5 separate regions of the Sus scrofa genome follow, and regions 2, 3, 4 and 5 are each linked to region 1. The links are chromatin contacts, called in public HiChIP or PLAC-seq and promoter capture Hi-C maps. All regions are on one chromosome and are shown on one strand. Each heading gives the region's core, a stretch centred on a gene start, on an enhancer-like site or on the middle of the called end of the contact. The rest is flanking DNA. Distances are from core to core; before and after follow the strand shown.

The links. Promoter capture Hi-C pulls out the DNA fragments that hold promoters and counts their contacts. HiChIP or PLAC-seq counts read pairs in DNA pulled down with a chosen protein or histone mark.
Region 2: a contact with region 1 is called in an H3K27ac HiChIP or PLAC-seq map of skeletal muscle, with 4 times the contacts expected there. The contact joins the promoter of PPIL6 here to the promoter of FOXO3 in region 1. A contact is called at or near these places in 1 of 5 promoter capture datasets (liver), 1 of 47 Hi-C or Micro-C datasets (embryonic fibroblasts) and 2 of 2 datasets of contacts at active chromatin or transcription factors (alveolar macrophages and skeletal muscle).
Region 3: a contact with region 1 is called in a promoter capture Hi-C map of liver, with 6 times the contacts expected there. The contact joins the promoter of C1H6orf183 here to the promoter of FOXO3 in region 1. A contact is called at or near these places in 1 of 5 promoter capture datasets (liver), 1 of 47 Hi-C or Micro-C datasets (epiblast stem cells) and 1 of 2 datasets of contacts at active chromatin or transcription factors (skeletal muscle).
Region 4: an H3K27ac HiChIP or PLAC-seq map of skeletal muscle shows a contact between it and region 1. The contact joins the promoter of SEC63 here to the promoter of FOXO3 in region 1. A contact is called at or near these places in 1 of 5 promoter capture datasets (fetal liver) and 2 of 2 datasets of contacts at active chromatin or transcription factors (alveolar macrophages and skeletal muscle).
Region 5: a contact with region 1 is called in an H3K27ac HiChIP or PLAC-seq map of alveolar macrophages. The contact joins the promoter of CEP57L1 here to the promoter of FOXO3 in region 1. A contact is called at or near these places in 2 of 5 promoter capture datasets (fetal liver and liver), 4 of 47 Hi-C or Micro-C datasets (heart right ventricle, liver and skeletal muscle) and 2 of 2 datasets of contacts at active chromatin or transcription factors (alveolar macrophages and skeletal muscle).

The regions. Positions count from the first base shown.
Region 1 is chr1:74,628,186-74,631,261 of Sscrofa11.1, forward strand. It overlaps FOXO3 (forkhead box O3), which reads left to right and starts at 1,510. Exons shown (of 2, transcript NM_001135959.1): 1 at 1,510-2,127. The coding sequence starts at 1,510.
Region 2 is chr1:75,506,657-75,509,732 of Sscrofa11.1, forward strand. It overlaps PPIL6 (peptidylprolyl isomerase like 6), which reads right to left and starts at 1,588. Exons shown (of 8, transcript NM_001243664.1): 1 at 1,434-1,588. The coding sequence starts at 1,556. SMPD2 (sphingomyelin phosphodiesterase 2) reads left to right here and starts at 1,647. Exons shown (of 10, transcript XM_001925290.5): 1 at 1,647-2,197; 2 at 2,368-2,464; 3 at 2,578-2,654; 4 at 2,991-3,076. The coding sequence starts at 2,148.
Region 3 is chr1:75,226,508-75,229,583 of Sscrofa11.1, forward strand. C1H6orf183 (putative uncharacterized protein C6orf183 homolog) reads left to right here and starts at 1,628. Exons shown (of 48, transcript XM_021090835.1): 1 at 1,628-1,760. CEP57L1 (centrosomal protein CEP57L1) reads left to right here. Exons shown (of 11, transcript XM_021090896.1): 11 at 1,570-1,703. The coding sequence ends at 1,599.
Region 4 is chr1:74,077,029-74,080,104 of Sscrofa11.1, forward strand. It overlaps SEC63 (translocation protein SEC63 homolog), which reads right to left and starts at 1,577. Exons shown (of 21, transcript XM_001925479.7): 1 at 1,258-1,577. The coding sequence starts at 1,381.
Region 5 is chr1:75,169,526-75,172,601 of Sscrofa11.1, forward strand. It overlaps CEP57L1 (centrosomal protein CEP57L1), which reads left to right and starts at 1,468. Exons shown (of 11, transcript XM_021090896.1): 1 at 1,468-1,857. The coding sequence starts at 1,735. SESN1 (sestrin-1) reads right to left here and starts at 849. Exons shown (of 10, transcript XM_021090855.1): 1 at 1-849. The coding sequence starts at 28.

The DNA.
Region 1 (3,076 bases), core at 260-2,759:
GGCGGGGACCCGCTCGCCGTCAGCCTAGGTTGAGGCACCCTGCGTGTGTCTATAACTTTGTGCTGCTGCCGCGGCCGCCCTGCTCGTGGAAGGGAGGAGGAGGAATGTGGAAGGCGGCGGCGCGCTGGCTGACAGGCGGTTCCTCAGGCGGGCTGCAGCAGCGGCGGCCGGAGCGCCTCTCCTTGGCTGAGGTTGTGCGCCCCCTCCTCGCCGCGCCCCGGGCCCGCGCGGGATTGTGCGTCCTCCCCCCTCGTCACTGAAGGGAAGGAACCGAGGTAGGCGCCGGAGCTGTGCAGCGGGGCGGCCGCCTTCCCGGTGACTCCGGATCTGCTTCCGAGCTGGGCCAGGCGCTTCCCTTTTCCCTCCCCGTGACTCGGTGTGCGCGCCCTTCTTCTCTCCCGCTAGTGTTTTTAAAGGACTTGAGTGAAGGGGGGAAACTGTCAAGATGGCAGCAGTGGGAGCAAGGAGGTGATGAACGTGCTGGTCCGGGTTTTCTGTTGGCCTGGGAGACTTGTGCTTCCTGACCTGTTGGAAGATTTACGTTTCGACTACTCCCCTCCCCCCCGTTCTTATAGGGAAAGGGGTGGAGGGCACAACGCCCGCGAGAAAATAAACCACACCACCCCCAAAGTGGCCGTTGCTGCTCAGCTCGACCCTTGGCAAACACCCGCTGAGCTGCTTGTCTCCCTTCTTCCCGTCTTTCCCTGTTCCTGGAAGTGACAAGGGCCCGTTTGCGCTCGGACCCACATTCGCCCTCTCGGCCCGCGGGCGAAGAGAGGAGAAGGGGACTGCCCGCGCAGTCCTCGGGCTCGGGTCCTCCGCTGGGAGGGGATGGCAGGAGAGCGCGGAGGCGGCGGGGCCGGGACCAGGCCGGGGAGAAGAGCCGAAGACGCCACAGACTTTGGCGGCGGTGGCGCCGCGGGAAGCACTTGTGCGGGCCGGAGCGAAACATAAACAAACGCACGCACACCCGGGCTCAGGCTCCGACCGCGTCTGGGCTGCGCCAGCTCGGGCTGCTGCCCGCTTTAAAGGCGCGGCTCGCGCCCCTCCCCCGCCCCGCCCCTCCCCCTTCTTCCCCGCCCCGCCACCTAGCCCAGTGGAGACCTGCAGCTCCGCTGGCGGTGGCGGCGGGGGGAGGGGGTTGCCCCGTGCGAGCCTGTCGATTCGCTCCTGTCTCCCCCGCGGCCTGACCAGGGGGTGGCGTCTGCAGCGCCAGGTTCGCGGGACGCACGTCTCCAGGTCTGCCTGCTCCTGGGAGGCGGGCGCGGTGTGGTCGGGAAACGGCGGCGGCGGCGGCGGGCGAGGACTCGCCGGGGACTGAGCTCCAGCCCGGGATAATCAACTCTCCTTCTCTCTCCTCTCGTGCTTTCCCAGGCGGCGGCAGTAGCAGCGGCGGCGGCGCCCGGGAGCCCGAGCCTTCGCGGCGCCCCCGTCCCTCCCCCGCCGCACCCCGCCCCGGCGCAAGAGGAGAGTGTGAGAGCCGGAGCCGCGGGCGGGCAGGCGGCGAAGATGGCAGAGGCGCCGGCCTCCCCGGTCCCGCTCTCTCCGCTCGAAGTGGAGCTGGACCCGGAGTTCGAGCCCCAGAGCCGTCCGCGCTCCTGTACGTGGCCCCTGCAGAGGCCGGAGCTCCAGGGGAGCCCGGCCAAGCCCTCGGGGGAGGCGGCCGCTGACTCCATGATCCCCGAGGAGGAGGACGATGAAGACGACGAGGACGGCGGCGGTAGGGCCGGCTCGGCCATGGCGATCGGCGGCGGCGGGGGCGGCCCGCTGGGCTCTGGGCTGCTCCTGGAGGACTCGGCCAGGCTGCTGGCTCCCGGAGGGCAGGAACCCGGGTCCGGCCCAGCCTCCGCGGCGGGCGCGCTGAGCGGAGGGACGCAGACGCCGCTGCAGCCTCAGCAGCCACTGCCACCGCCGCAGCCGGGGGCGGCTGGGGGCTCCGGGCAGCCGAGGAAATGCTCCTCCCGGCGGAACGCCTGGGGGAACCTGTCCTACGCCGATCTGATCACTCGCGCCATCGAGAGTTCCCCGGACAAACGGCTCACTCTGTCCCAGATCTATGAGTGGATGGTGCGCTGCGTGCCCTACTTCAAGGATAAGGGCGACAGCAACAGTTCTGCCGGCTGGAAGGTGCGTACCCACCTCGGACGGGCGGACAGACCCGCCCGGTCTCCTGCGCAGTGCGAGACGCGCCTTCGATTCGTCCGAGCGCGCCTGCGGGCGCCCGGGAGAGGGGTTGGCAGGGAGAGCCTCAGCTGTAAGGCTTTGGGGGTTCTGTGTGACCTCCGGAGGAGGGGAGCCCGGGGACCGCTGCGGACGCGGCGGGAGCGGGAGAGGAGGCTCCTGGGGAAGCCTCAGGCTTGGCCAGATGGGCAGGAGTGCATTTGCCCGATTCCTGGGTTGTAGCGGAGGAGGTACGTCCGCGGCCAGCTTTGGAGCAGGTTTCCCCGTAGTGGGGGTGCGGCGAGGCCGCTGCGGGTGGAGTGAGGGGACTTGTTTGGGAATCAGTGCCCAGAGGAGGGGTTGGATTTGTGGTTTCCAGTCGGTCGCCTAAGCGTGGTGTGTTGAGACTAGCCAGATGAGAACCCCTGTGTCCAAGTTTCAGGCTTGTAGGTGTTAACTCCCACAGGCACATCGATCCCATTACAAAAAGCAGTGGTTGTAAACCTTTTCCTGGCCGGCTCTCTTTCCTTGCGTGTGTTAACACCTTTATTCCTAAGAGGTGTCTCAACCTTAAACCTTCCTCTGAGTAGCCTCTGAGATGATCTGGGCCCCGACCCGGCCAGCCCTTCCACCTCAGCGGGAACTGTCCTGCACCTGCTGCTTCCCCGCTGAGGCCTGGCCTCTGGAGCTGTTTCAAGCAGCGGGTCCAGGAGTAGAGAACCGGGGCCTGTCGCTTCACGTAAGCCTTTGGGAGGCAGGTTTGCTGGCAGAGCTGAGCCATAATGGCTTCTACCTGTAAGTGAACCTGAAGAGAGGCTCTCCACTGTTCCTTTTCAGCCTCTTGGGGCACTGGACACGTGGTAGGGAGAGAGGTGTGGAAAGGCCTATGATGTAATGACTTCCTGCAGTTGGGCAT
Region 2 (3,076 bases), core at 338-2,837, 880 kb after region 1:
AAATGAGGGAAAAAAAATCCCTCAAGCTCCATTAAATACAACTTGGGCCATAAAACTTTGCTCATCCTATCAACCCAGCTAACACAGTCCATAATTTCTATTTTAAATGATCAACATTTGGTTTTTAGACTTCTTATCACATATTCTCTTCATCTGGATATAAACTTTACTGATTTCGCACAAATTAGTTACTATTTCCTGATTTAATGTAAATACAGACTTTAACGCGGTGGACTTGGAGCAGGCAAGAAGGTAGGAATTCTTAAGATTTCTTCTATTTGGGAACATTTTGTGTCAAGTATCCAGCTGGGTACTTTGGGAGATAACAAACATGAAGAAGGCATTGTTCTGGAGTCTAATGAGGCTTTGAAGAATAGAAGCTTGGCATAATCTTACAGCGGCATTTCTGGAGCAAACCCCAAAGACGTGCTGAATTTGACATTTCAGTAATTCATACATTTCTGCATTTCTGCTGCATTCGGTTACAGGTGTGGTGCAGCATTATTGACCTAGCCAAATTCTTCCAATTAAAGTGTTTTTCCTTTGACATCATTCCACATGTTTACAAAGAAATGTCTGGATTCTCCAAAGCATTTGTGGGTTGTTTGTTAAGAAATCCCTGGAGTTCCCGTCGTGGCGCAGTGGTTAACGAATCCGACTAGGAACCATGAGGTTGCGGGTTCGATCCCTGCCCTTGCTCAGTGGGTTAACGATCCGGCGTTGCTGTGAGCTGTGATGTAGGTTGCAGACGCGGCTCGGATCCTGCGTTGCTGTGCCTCTGGCATAGGCTGGTGGGTACAGCTCCGATTAGACCCCTAGCCTGGGAACCTCCATATGCCGCGGGAGCGGCCCAAGAAATGCCAAAAAAAAAAAGACCAAAAAAAAGAAATCCCTTAAGCACCTTCAATGGAATGGCCCTGACTGTTATAGAAAATTTACAGGGGGAAAAAACTCATCCCTTCCCAAATGAATAGTTTTCAAAAATTACTTGGGGTGGGATTTGAAAAAATCAGCCGCTTACGGGGTACCATTTTCTTTCACAAAGTTTTAAAATCTATAATTTCAATTAAAAATTAATGTGGAGGAGTTCCTCCCGCAGCACAGTGGGTTAAGAACCCGACTGCAGCAAGCTCCTGAAGCTGCAACCATAAAAGAAAAAATTTTTTTTTACCGTGGAATAAAATGTGTGGTAATTTAGAGGAAGGAATCACCTTTATTCCCAGCAAGGTCCTGAACGCTTCCTTCGCTCCGATCTCCCTTTAAAGGTAGCCCTTCTCGAGGTGGAACTCCCGCCAGTACCCGCACCTGCCTTTGCACGCTCCTGTCCACATCAGCCAGAACCTCCCCTCCCCGATCCTGAAGCCCCGCCACGAGAAGGCGCTAGACACAGAAGCCGGACCGGCCGCCCACACTTGCGGTTTCTTCGCGGTTACCTCAGCGGTGCTCTTCGCAACTTGAAAGCTAGAGCTTTTGAAGAGCCCCACCACCTTCACCTGCAGCGGCTGCTCGGGCGGCAACTGCGAGCTGCAGGGGACCGAAAGCCGCTGGCTAGCCATGGCAGCGCGCGAGGACTCCTTGGAGCACAAACACTGCGTGTCGCCAGGGCAACCACGCGACCCCGCCCCCGCCGCCCGCCGGGAGGAAGAGGGCGGGGCGAGGCGTTAGGGCCCGGCGTTTCCTCAACTTTGCTCCTGTTGCTGGTGAGCCGCCTGCGAGGCTAGAGAGGACGCCTGGGCTCCCGCCCCCAGCGGCGAGCGAAGAGGAACCGGGAGCCTACGTCCCACAAGACTCAGCCCGGTCTGCCGCCTGCCCGGGCCTCCTCCAGGACCCCGCCCCGACCCCCGCCTAGGGTCCTCCGCGGGACCTCCTCTCGCGCGGCAGCGGACTCTCATCTGCGCCCGATTTCGCCGCAGATCGCCTTTCCGGGTTGGCGCGCAGCTAGATTGGGGCCAGTCGGCCGGTTGCCCGGGTAACGCGGGAGGCCGTCCCAGGCCGCGCGGGCCTCGCGGCCGCGGCCTTCCCAGGAGCGCGAGGGCGGGGCGACCACCTGTGCCCTTTACCCCTCGAAGAGCCCGGCCAGCTCGCCCGCCTCGGGCCGCACCGCGCTGCCTTTGCGGAGCCGTCCCGCGCCCCCCAGTGCCCTCGCCATGAAGCCCACCTTTTCCCTGCGACTGAAGATCTTTAACCTCAACTGCTGGTGAGTGCGCCCGCCGCCCCGGGCCTGGGACCTCCCTCACATCCGGGGCTCGGCTCTCCCCTGCGCTGCAGCCTCCGGGTATGGAGACAGCGCGCACCTCGCCCCAGCTCCGATGTTTCCCGGAGCGCCGACCACCCCCGCCGTCACCTCCCTGCCCTTCTGGTTCTCAGGGGCATTCCCTTCCTGAGCAAGCACCGGGCCGACCGCGTCAAGCGCCTGGGAGACTTTCTGAACATGGAGAGCTTCGACCTTGTTCTGCTGGAGGAGGTGGGGCCGGGCGGAACTATTGTGGAACCTTGGCCCGAGGGGGCGGCTGGGGGTGCTAGCGGGTCTTTCTCCCCGGGGAAGGGCCGGGCCAGCATCTTGACCCCATTCCTCAGGTGTGGAGTGAGCAGGATTTCCAGTACCTGAGGCAGAAGCTGTTGCCCACCTACCCAGCTGCACACTACTTCAGGAGGTGAGGAGCCGCCTGGCCTCAGACCTGGAGGCTCTTGGCCCTGCCTGCCCTTCCCTACGCTGCCTGCAGCCTATCCCCACCCCAACCCCGCCCAGGCTCCTCTTCTCTGAGTGTGGGAGCAGGAAGAGGCAGAAGGAGGAAGAGCTAGTTCTTCAGCTCTTCTCAAGACTTATTATCAGGGCGTCCTATCAGCCCCAGAACAGCTGATGCTTTGAGTTTCCTTCTGGGGTGGTGCCAGGGGCAGAGAGGAGAAGGTAGCTGATAAGAAGGGAAAGACGCCTAGGGGGAGATTTCTTTGTTTGCTTTTCTGGTTACTGATCAGGGCTTGGTTTTCAGTGGCATCATTGGCAGTGGTCTCTGTGTCTTCTCCAAACACCCAATCCAGGAATTCACCCAGCACGTCTTCACCCTCAATGGCTATC
Region 3 (3,076 bases), core at 378-2,877, 600 kb after region 1:
ATTTCATGTAATCTTTAAGCCACCAATCTGATCCATATATTATAATATGGATAATTTTATAATTTTTAAGTATATTTTTGACTAAAATATTAGATTTTTTTTCTCTCCAGGTTCGTAAACTTCAGCAAAAAGTTCAAAGTTCAAAGATGAGTGAAGCTTCAGCTATTCAGCAAGAAGATAGCAACCTGAAAGGATCAAAGAACATTAAAAATAGCCCTAGAAAATGTTTACTAACTAATTCTCTTCAAAAGAACAGCAGCTTTCATCCAATACGAGTCCATAACCTTCAAATGAAATTGAGAAGAGATGATATCTTGTGGGAACAGTAACACAGTAGCAAAACTATCACCTTAAATGAACTCTGTCATTGAGATCCTGAACTGTCTAAAGTGCTTTTAATTCAATATACCTTTATGAAATTTTGAATTATGTTTCTAGCCTTTATAAATTGTAGTATTTTTTAAATTAATGCCTGATGACCTCCGAAGAGTCCCAAATAATAAATGATTGCTTTTTTTGTTTTGCTTATTGACTGAGGTACCTAATCTCGCCATATTTTAGAAACATTGTTCACTTTGCACATACCTTAAGCTAAATTTAAGGAATTATACACAAGGAGTTCCTGTCGTGGTACAGTGGTTAACGAATCCGACTAGGAACCATAAGGTTGCAGGTTTGATCCCTGGCCTTGCTCAGCGGGTTAAGGATCTGGCATTGCCATGAGCTGTGGTGTAGGTTGCAGACGTGGCTCGGATCCCGAGTTGCTGTGACTCTGGCGTAGACCCCAAGCCTGGGAACCTCCATATGCGCAGGTGCGGCCCAGAAAAGACAAAAGAAATTATACACAAATGATATTTAAAATTCAGTTAAATTTGAGACACAAGTGGTATTCCATTTTTTCATTTAGTAGGCTTATAACCTTAAGAACCAATATAAAATTAAGAGTATGGAAAGGTCTTTTAACTTTTGTGATGCTTCCTCCCTATCTTGTTTTAGAGCTGGGAAACTTTTCTTCTTTAGAAAGGGAAAAGCTTTGTGAAGAGGTCTTAAGCCCAAGTCTTTATGTGACAATTAGAAATAGTAACCTAGGAGTTCCTGTCGTGGCTCAGTGGTAACGAACCCGATGAGTATCCATGAGAATGGGGGTTGGATCCCTGTCCTCGCTCAGTGGGTTAAGAATCTGGTGTTGCCATGAGCTGTGGTGTAGGTCATAGACGTGGCTCAGATCCTGCGTTGCTGTGGCCATGGTGTAGGCCAGCAGCTGCAGCTCCAGTTTGACCCTTAGCCTGGGAACTTCCATATACTGAACTTGTGGTCCTAAAAAGCAAGAAAAAAAGAAAAGAAATAGTAAGCTAATCTTAGTTGACAGTAACTTAACTGTGGAAACCTTTCTTTGCTCTTCCCATTCTCTTTTATAAATCTAGTTTTGATTTATTTTAACACAAATCATCTGTTTTATCTTACTCTTTTATAACTATATTTTTGATATTTTGATTAGCAATATCATAAGAGATTTCTTTGAACATATAGCTTTATAATAAATTTACATTTGTTGACCTGTCTTTCCAGAAGCCTGCAGAAACTGGTAGACTCTTCTGAACTTTGGTTTCTCATGAAAATTCTTTAGGGCAACTAGAGAATTGGCATCATCGACTGAAGTAGAAATAGAAGACTGGCAGAAAAGGCATAATAGAAGAGAGGAGCTCAGAAGATAGGGTGGCAGTTTAAGAGATGGTGATTCCAAAGGGACAAAGTTGGAGGTACATCTTTATCTACAGGTGGGGAATGTTCAAAGTATGAAAGAATTAAAAGATCAAGGTCTTGGGGAGAAATTCCCATTGTGGCTCAGCAGAAATGAACCCGACTAGTATCCATGAGTGATGCGGGTTCAATCCTTGACCCCACTCAGTGGGTTAAGGATCCTGTGTGTCCACAGGCTGTGGTATAGGTTGCAGACGTGGCTCGAATCTGGCATTACTGTGGCTGTGGTGTAGGCTGGCAGCTGTAGCTCCGATTCAACCCCTGGCCTGGGAACTTGCATATGCGACTGGCGTGGCCCTAAAAAGCAAAAAAAAAAAAAGATCTTGGGGAGCTAGGAAAAGAAATTTTTTTAAAGGTAGTCTTTATATCCTCCTAGGAAATCTCAGAAAGTGTGTATAAGAGAAAGAGGATAATTGTGGACCCTCTGTGGGGGAGGAAGAAAACTGATACATTCTCATTGAGAGAATAGGTGCTATATCAGAAGACCTTTCATACCTGAAGTGGGAGATGGCTGAAAATAATTTATACTTCAAATTGTCCTTGAAAGTAACTAATGGCAGAGATAAAAGTTTCTTTCCCTCTGTTTTAAACAGTACATGTCCTTCACCCACTTTTACTCCCTCTCCCTTTACAGCTTCTTCAGCCCCAGAGATGTTCAGTTTTGTCACCTTATCATTTTTGTGACTTTAATTTTTCTTCTTGAAAATATGAATGCTATAGTTCATACTTAGCAAAAAACTCACCAGGACCATAATGAGCCCAGTCTTTCTGTGCCTTTGTTTTTAATGCACTTAGGACAGTGGCCCAATATATTTAGTTTATCAGTGGTGAAATTATTACTTCTAAAAATATATTACTAAAACAAATTACCAGAAGAAATTAAAATCAATTAAGGAATACTTGAACATTTCAATTAAGAATTGAGAATTTTCTTGCAAAATTAGTGTCATATAGTAGAAAAAACACAGATTTCAGAATTAGGAGACTTGGGGTTCATATTTGTGATTCCTCCAGTTAGTAGTTTAGGCAATTGAATAACTTTTTTCGGCCTCCATTTCTCATTTATAAATCTAGGATTGTATTACTACCTACCTCCCAGGCTTATTGTGAGGATTAAATGTCAAAGCACCCAGCAAAAGTGTTGGCACAGAATAAAAACTCAGTAAATGTTAAATCTGAGTACCCATGCAGACTTAGTAGAACCTAAGTTTGTATGGGTTAAAGCCTGAAGGCAAGAGCCAAAAGCTACTCTTCATAAAAGAATATTCTAATTTACTGGGTTTGTTTGTTTGTCTGTTTTTATGTTTTTCTTTTT
Region 4 (3,076 bases), core at 327-2,826, 550 kb before region 1:
CGTTTGTTATTACTTATCCTAAATTTAATTTAATTTAGTTCCATTATGTAAATGAAGAATTTTACAGAGCACTGAATGTCTTAAAGCCTAATAAGTTTCTGAGTTGGTTTAATGTTTCCCTGTTAACAATGTCCCCAAAGTACAGTATATCAGCTGGACAACCTAGACCCCACCACCACCACACCCAACTTGAGAGAATGTATTTATTCAAGTTAGCACGCTTTTGTGAATAAGAAAACCTTCCTAAGGTTGTTCTTACTCAAAACCTACTCGTTACTGTTAACGCTACCATAAAACAACCTATTAGGGCCTTGCAGTTCCAGCATCAGTTTTAAGAATATCACCTGCCATACGTCCTAGCGGCGTGCAACAAATGGAATCCAAACAATCCGAACATAAAATGCCTTGAAAAGAATCTATATAATTCTGTGTTCTAATCCAATGTTGTTTAACGTGAAAAGATTTAGAACTAAAAGCAAATGCACCCGCTACCTCACAAATGAACTACCTATAGACTTAATCCTTCCTTCATACTTGCACTTTTTCCGCCATAAACAGGAAACTCCAAAGAAAAGGAAATAGAGAAAAGCCTGGTTTTTTTGTTTTGTTTTTTTGCTAAGGGGAATAACAGCATTGCTCCCAACCCCCGCAGTGTAAGTGAACAAATGAAAAGGCAATAGGGGAAAGGCACGGGGGGAGGGGCGGCTGGCGAGCTCAGTTGGCGTCCTATAGATGCCACCCAGCTCTGACTGTGCCCAAAACATCTGTAACGACAGCTGCAACAGGCAAACGGGGGTGTGGGGGAAAGGGGACCGTGGGCTGAGGGTTCAGAGTGGAGCCTGCTCGCTCGGCTTCCTCCGTAGCCAACTCTCTACTCTCATCTTCCAGTTCCCATCCTCCCTATGCCATCTTGTTCCCTCCATAAAGAAAAATACCCCCATAAAAGCCGAGGAATAGAAGACAAAGAGACTGGACGAGGCTGCCAGGAGCCGCCAGAACAATAGAGGAGAGGGTGCAAAGCGAAACTCCAGAGGAGGACAATGAAGGGGGTGGAGAGGAGCCTGGAGAGGCACGGAGGGAAACACAGCTGAGCCCGGGCGCCGCCAGCGGCTGACGCCTGGACGCGAGGCCGGGCCGCGCGGGCGGTATCACCCCAAGCGCAGCGGACTGGGCTGGGCCGGAGCGGGCAAAAGCCGCGCGGCCCAGAAGAGCCGGAGGGGCCTGCGCAGGTCCACGGCAGCTACCAGCGGGACTCACCGGCATTCTGATCTCGGGGCCAGAGGTAGTATGTGGCCGGGATCACGATGAGCCCCACGAAGGAGGTGAGGAAGTAGAAGAAGGTGTTCCCGCTGTCATCGTACTGGAACTGCTGCCCCGCCATGGCGCCCCCTCCTCCGCCTCCCTCTTCTCACCGCCACCGCCACGACCCCCCTCTGTGCTCCAGCTCCCAGCGCCCCGGCCCGGTGTGGCGTAGCTCCTACGCCGCCGGCGCCGCTCCTCCCCGCCCCCACGCTACTCTCACGGACACGCCGCCGCCACCGCCGCCGCCACCGCCGCTGCCGACTCCCGATCTCGCGAGAAGACAGAGCTCCCGCCCCTCTCGGTTTTTCCCTCCCCTCCACCCCCTCCAGCCTCTCCCTCACACGCTCTCTGAGGGAGACGTGGCGCGCGCAGCCGGAGAATTCCGCGAGGCCCCGCCCTTATCCCTGCCCCCTTAACCTCAGCCCCGCCCTTCGAGTTCCTGTAGCTCCTCCCTTAGAGGCCCGCGGCTGCCTTCCTCTAGAGTCCCTCTCGCTCCCTTCTCGGTTTCCATTCCCCAGGTCGCGCTATGGTCTCGAGGGTCCTATCCCGGGCTTCCCGAACCACGCGTGCGGGGTTCACCTGACTGCGGTCCGGGTCACCGCTGTTCGAAGTATAGCTCAGGCTTCCTTGCCTCACCTGTTCGGCATCCCTACCTCACCCGTCCTGCCTTCTCACTTTTCTGTTTTCCTAGTTAATAACAGTGTTTACTGATATACAATCTCCTGAGGTAGACCGTGATGGAAAACAATATTTTTAAAAGAATTTATATATGACTGAGTCGCTTTGCTGTACAGGGATATTGGCACAATTGTAGATCAACGCGGCTTTAATAAAAAATAAAAACGTAAAAAAGAATATTTCCTTGGGTTAGGATCCAGCTCCTTCAGATCCCGGAAACAAGTGTCAAAACTGAGTGGCTCCAGAGCAGGAAGGAGAGGAGGGATGGTGAGGGGTTTTGTTTTTCTCTGGTTTGTTTGATTGTTGGCAAAGTAATGTGTGCCATTAAAAGACTGCAATCTACATTGCGCCCATTTTGCAGCTGGAGATGCCCCAAAGTAGTAGAGATAGTGACCTACCTATCCCAGAACTGATAATATTTGTAGCATTTTCTTCGGCAGGGGCAGTAGACTAAGACCTTCATTGCTTTAAATCGTTGACTATTTTAAGTCAGTGAACCCCTTGGGATAAATCAAAGGATGTCCTCTCTCCAGATGAGGAAATTGAGTGACTGCCTTAAGTCAGGCACCGTAAAAAAAGGTCTGGAGATTCAAATTCAAACCCAGTCACTCTGACGCCACAAAGCCAGTGCCCACGACCACCGTCTCATCGCGGACCCTTACACTCCCCAGAACTGCTGCCACCCCACCCCACCCCCGCCCCTGCAGAAGGTGGGCAGGACTCAGCTGTTGGAGGAGGGACCGCGGGGGGAGCAGTCGCTCTCCGCAGCCTCTCCCCTCGCTGACTGTGAGATCCCAGAGGCCGGTATCAGCCGAGCTGGGAGCGGGGAGGGCTGGTGCCCTGATATGCGAAGGACCCCACTGTCCCGCGGCAGCCCTGGCAGGGGCCTATCCCAACTTCTCCATCTACCCTCAGGAGACCGAAAGGAAGGGCCCACCCGACTCACAGAGTGGTTGTGAGGATTTATAAAAAGAGCTATAGTAAAAATGCTTTTCAAAAGAAAAATAATGATATAAACAAATACCACATATAACACTATTTTTAAAACATTTTAAGGCTATATAGTCTATTTACTAGGCTCCTTTCAATATACCTG
Region 5 (3,076 bases), core at 218-2,717, 540 kb after region 1:
ATCTCACTTCATTCTCTCCTTCAGCCATGACAACTGGAGTTTTTTTTCCTGCCCTCTTCAATCTTTCAGCATGTCCACCACAGCACTTCGTATTTTTAAAACGAGAAATGTAAGAAATAAATCAGAAAAATCGAATCGTCACGAAAACATAAGCCTGGGTGACATTGGTACCAGAAATGTCTTCGATCTACCAGACAGAGCTCGCCCTCTCCTTCTACCCGGAGTAGCAGTCTTCTAGTCAGACAAAAAAAAAAAAAAAAAAAAAAAAAGTTGGAAAGTTGAAACCTTACAGAGCTGGCTTTGCTGGACAGTGTCGGGGAAGTGTTCCTCTCCGTCTCTCGGGGTCAGCGGATATCCTCAAGCCGTGGAGCTGTCAAATCCGTGCTCTGCCCCAAAAGGCTGGATACAGTTGAACGCTCTGCAGCCACTCGGTGTTTTTTGTCCGTGCAGCCACGGTGTTCTCGGGAGCGTTCCCACCCCGCCCCTCCTCCGGCACCAGTCCCCGCCCTCCGCAGCTCCTCCCGCCCGGCCGGGCGCTGGCTGGAAAGGCTCGCCGAACCCTGGCTCGCTGGACGCCGCGGCTAGAGACCCTGGCGCTCCCCAGGGGCTGCAGTCTCGTGCAGCCTCTGTCTCGGTGGTGGCGTTGGAGGAACGCGTCTCTGGCTCTGCGGATTCAGAATCCACGGGCTGACGCTGCTTCTCTTCCAATCCCGGTATCCTCGCCCACTGCCGGCCAACCCAAACCGGCACAGGGCAGCCCAGCAATCCCCGATCGCGGGGCTGGGCCGCGAAGCTGGCGGAGCGGCAGGGCCCCAGGCGCAGAACCCGCCCCTTCGCCCAGCCCCATCGATGGGGCTCGGCCCAGAGGGCGGGAGCGGGGAGGGGAGACGGGGTCCTCACCCCCAGCCCCTCCCCTTTCTCCGCCCGGCACAAGCCAGGAGCCGCCCCTGCCCCTGCCCCTGCGCCCTCTTCCCCGCCCAAGCAGACGCGACCCGCTGAGGCAAAGCCATCGGAAAAAGCCCCGCCCTCCAACAAGCTACCTCCGGACCCCGAGCCCGCGAGCGGCCGCCAACCGCTGACGGCTGCTACGCATGCGTAACGGTGGGCCGGGCGCATGCGCCTTAAGAGGCACCGAATCTGCTCGGGGGGCGTTTTTTTTTTTTGTTTTTTGGTTTTTTTGGTTTTTTTTTGCCTTGACGTTCGGCTTCTTTGGGCTGAACGGGGGTAACGAAAAGTTGAAATACGCCGAAATTATCACACACGAGACAAGAACCGCAAATAAGGAGGGCACAGATAAACTCCTGGAAGAACTCGAATCAAAATTTAAAATCAGAGGAAAAAATAGAAACTCTTTATTGCGCCAAACACCAGATTTAAGAAGGCAGGGCGTCCTCGCATTGACTTCTGGGAAGTGTAGTTCTGGTGCTGTAGGCGCGTTCTGTTTGAGACAGAAACTACAGCTCCCGGGAGCCACTGCGACGTTGCCTGTGGCTCCCTGCGAGCCAACGGCTAGCGCTGCCGGAGATTTGACTGAGAGATTTGGCTTGGTGAGCACTGTGGGCTTGGCTGACACTTTTCCTTTGACAGTATTTTTCCTTCCTCCATTTCCTGTGGGATTTTAGAAAGGAAGCCGTCTCCTTAGAGCTGTACTCCTTAGTCCAGGGACTATCAGTAATCTACGTGGGAAGAACTAGTCCGAGTGCCCAAGACCGCGGGCGCGTTGAGAGGACATGGATGGTCGGAAAGAGCTGCATAAGGTCAGGCAAGAGGGATGCTGTGGAAACTAGTGCTCCGCGGTGCTACCTCTGCTTCTGCTCTGTCAGGTGGGCTCACGCGGGATGGACTCAGTATCCCTGTGTAAGTGCACCTTTGTTTGCCATTGCATAGGATTGTTTGAGGCTTTATTTGCGCAGAAGAAATCCTGTGCCACACTTTGAAAGAGAGTTGTCAAATCCTTTTTGTACAAAACTGAAGGGAAAAGAATCCCTCGTGTTCCTAGATATGAATATTTGCAGGCTTTAAGAATACCATATGGAAAAAAGACTTATAAAAATCTCTAAAATTTAGTAATTTTAAAAGATTAAATAATTTGTTTGCATATTGCTGTTTGAAGTCATTCTTCTTGAGAAAAGTTGAGGTTTGAAGGGCTATCACTGGACTGATAACAAATTAGTTTTAATTTTTCATGTTGCACAATACATGCGTTTCTAAAACTTAGTTTCTAAAAACCAAGTACTGGACAAGTGGAAAACGCACAGTTCCCATCTAGTTAAACTAATGGTTAAACATTATACAATACATATATAAAGTACAGTACACACATTAAACATACAGTACTATATGATATTATTAGGATGGCTAGAAAGATCACTTAGGCCGGTCTTGGAAAGTCAGGGAAATCTTCATCTCAGGGAAAGAGGGTCAAAAGAACAGCATATGGTGAGGCCAAGAGTGAGGGAGATAGTAATTTCAGGAAACTGCAATAAGCCAAAATCATATACATTTCAGGAGGAATAGCTTTTTGTGTTTTGATGTACAATACAGCAAAGAGAAAAGAGTAAAGAGCAGAAAAGAGAAACGTACTATGAATTTTCCAGATAGTTTCTGAAAGTGACCTATCCTTGAACAGAGTTCTGATGAATTGGTTTAATTTGGAAAGCCTAGAACATTCTAATGTTGCTTGTTTAAATCAGAATTTTAAAAAATGAGAACTTCCTTCTTATGAGTATGATTTCAGAAAACAAAGCCACTCCTTCTTGTGTCTTTTGGGGTGGGGGGAGGCTCATCTTCCTTTGTCCAACCCACAAAGGATAGGGTAGTTTCTTAAGTGTGGGTCTCCTTTTTACTTTGTGATTGAGTATGATCTCATTCATAGCCATGGTTTCACCACCACCTATGACTTAAATGTATAATTTCATCCAACTTCACCTTTTAGCTTTGTTTCACCACCACCTATGACTTAAATGTATAATTTCATCCAGCTTCACCTTTTAGCTTTCTTATGCCCATCTCTATGGTGTTTCTTCTTGGATATCTCAAAAGCACCTCAGACTTAACATGCCTAAAACCAAATGAA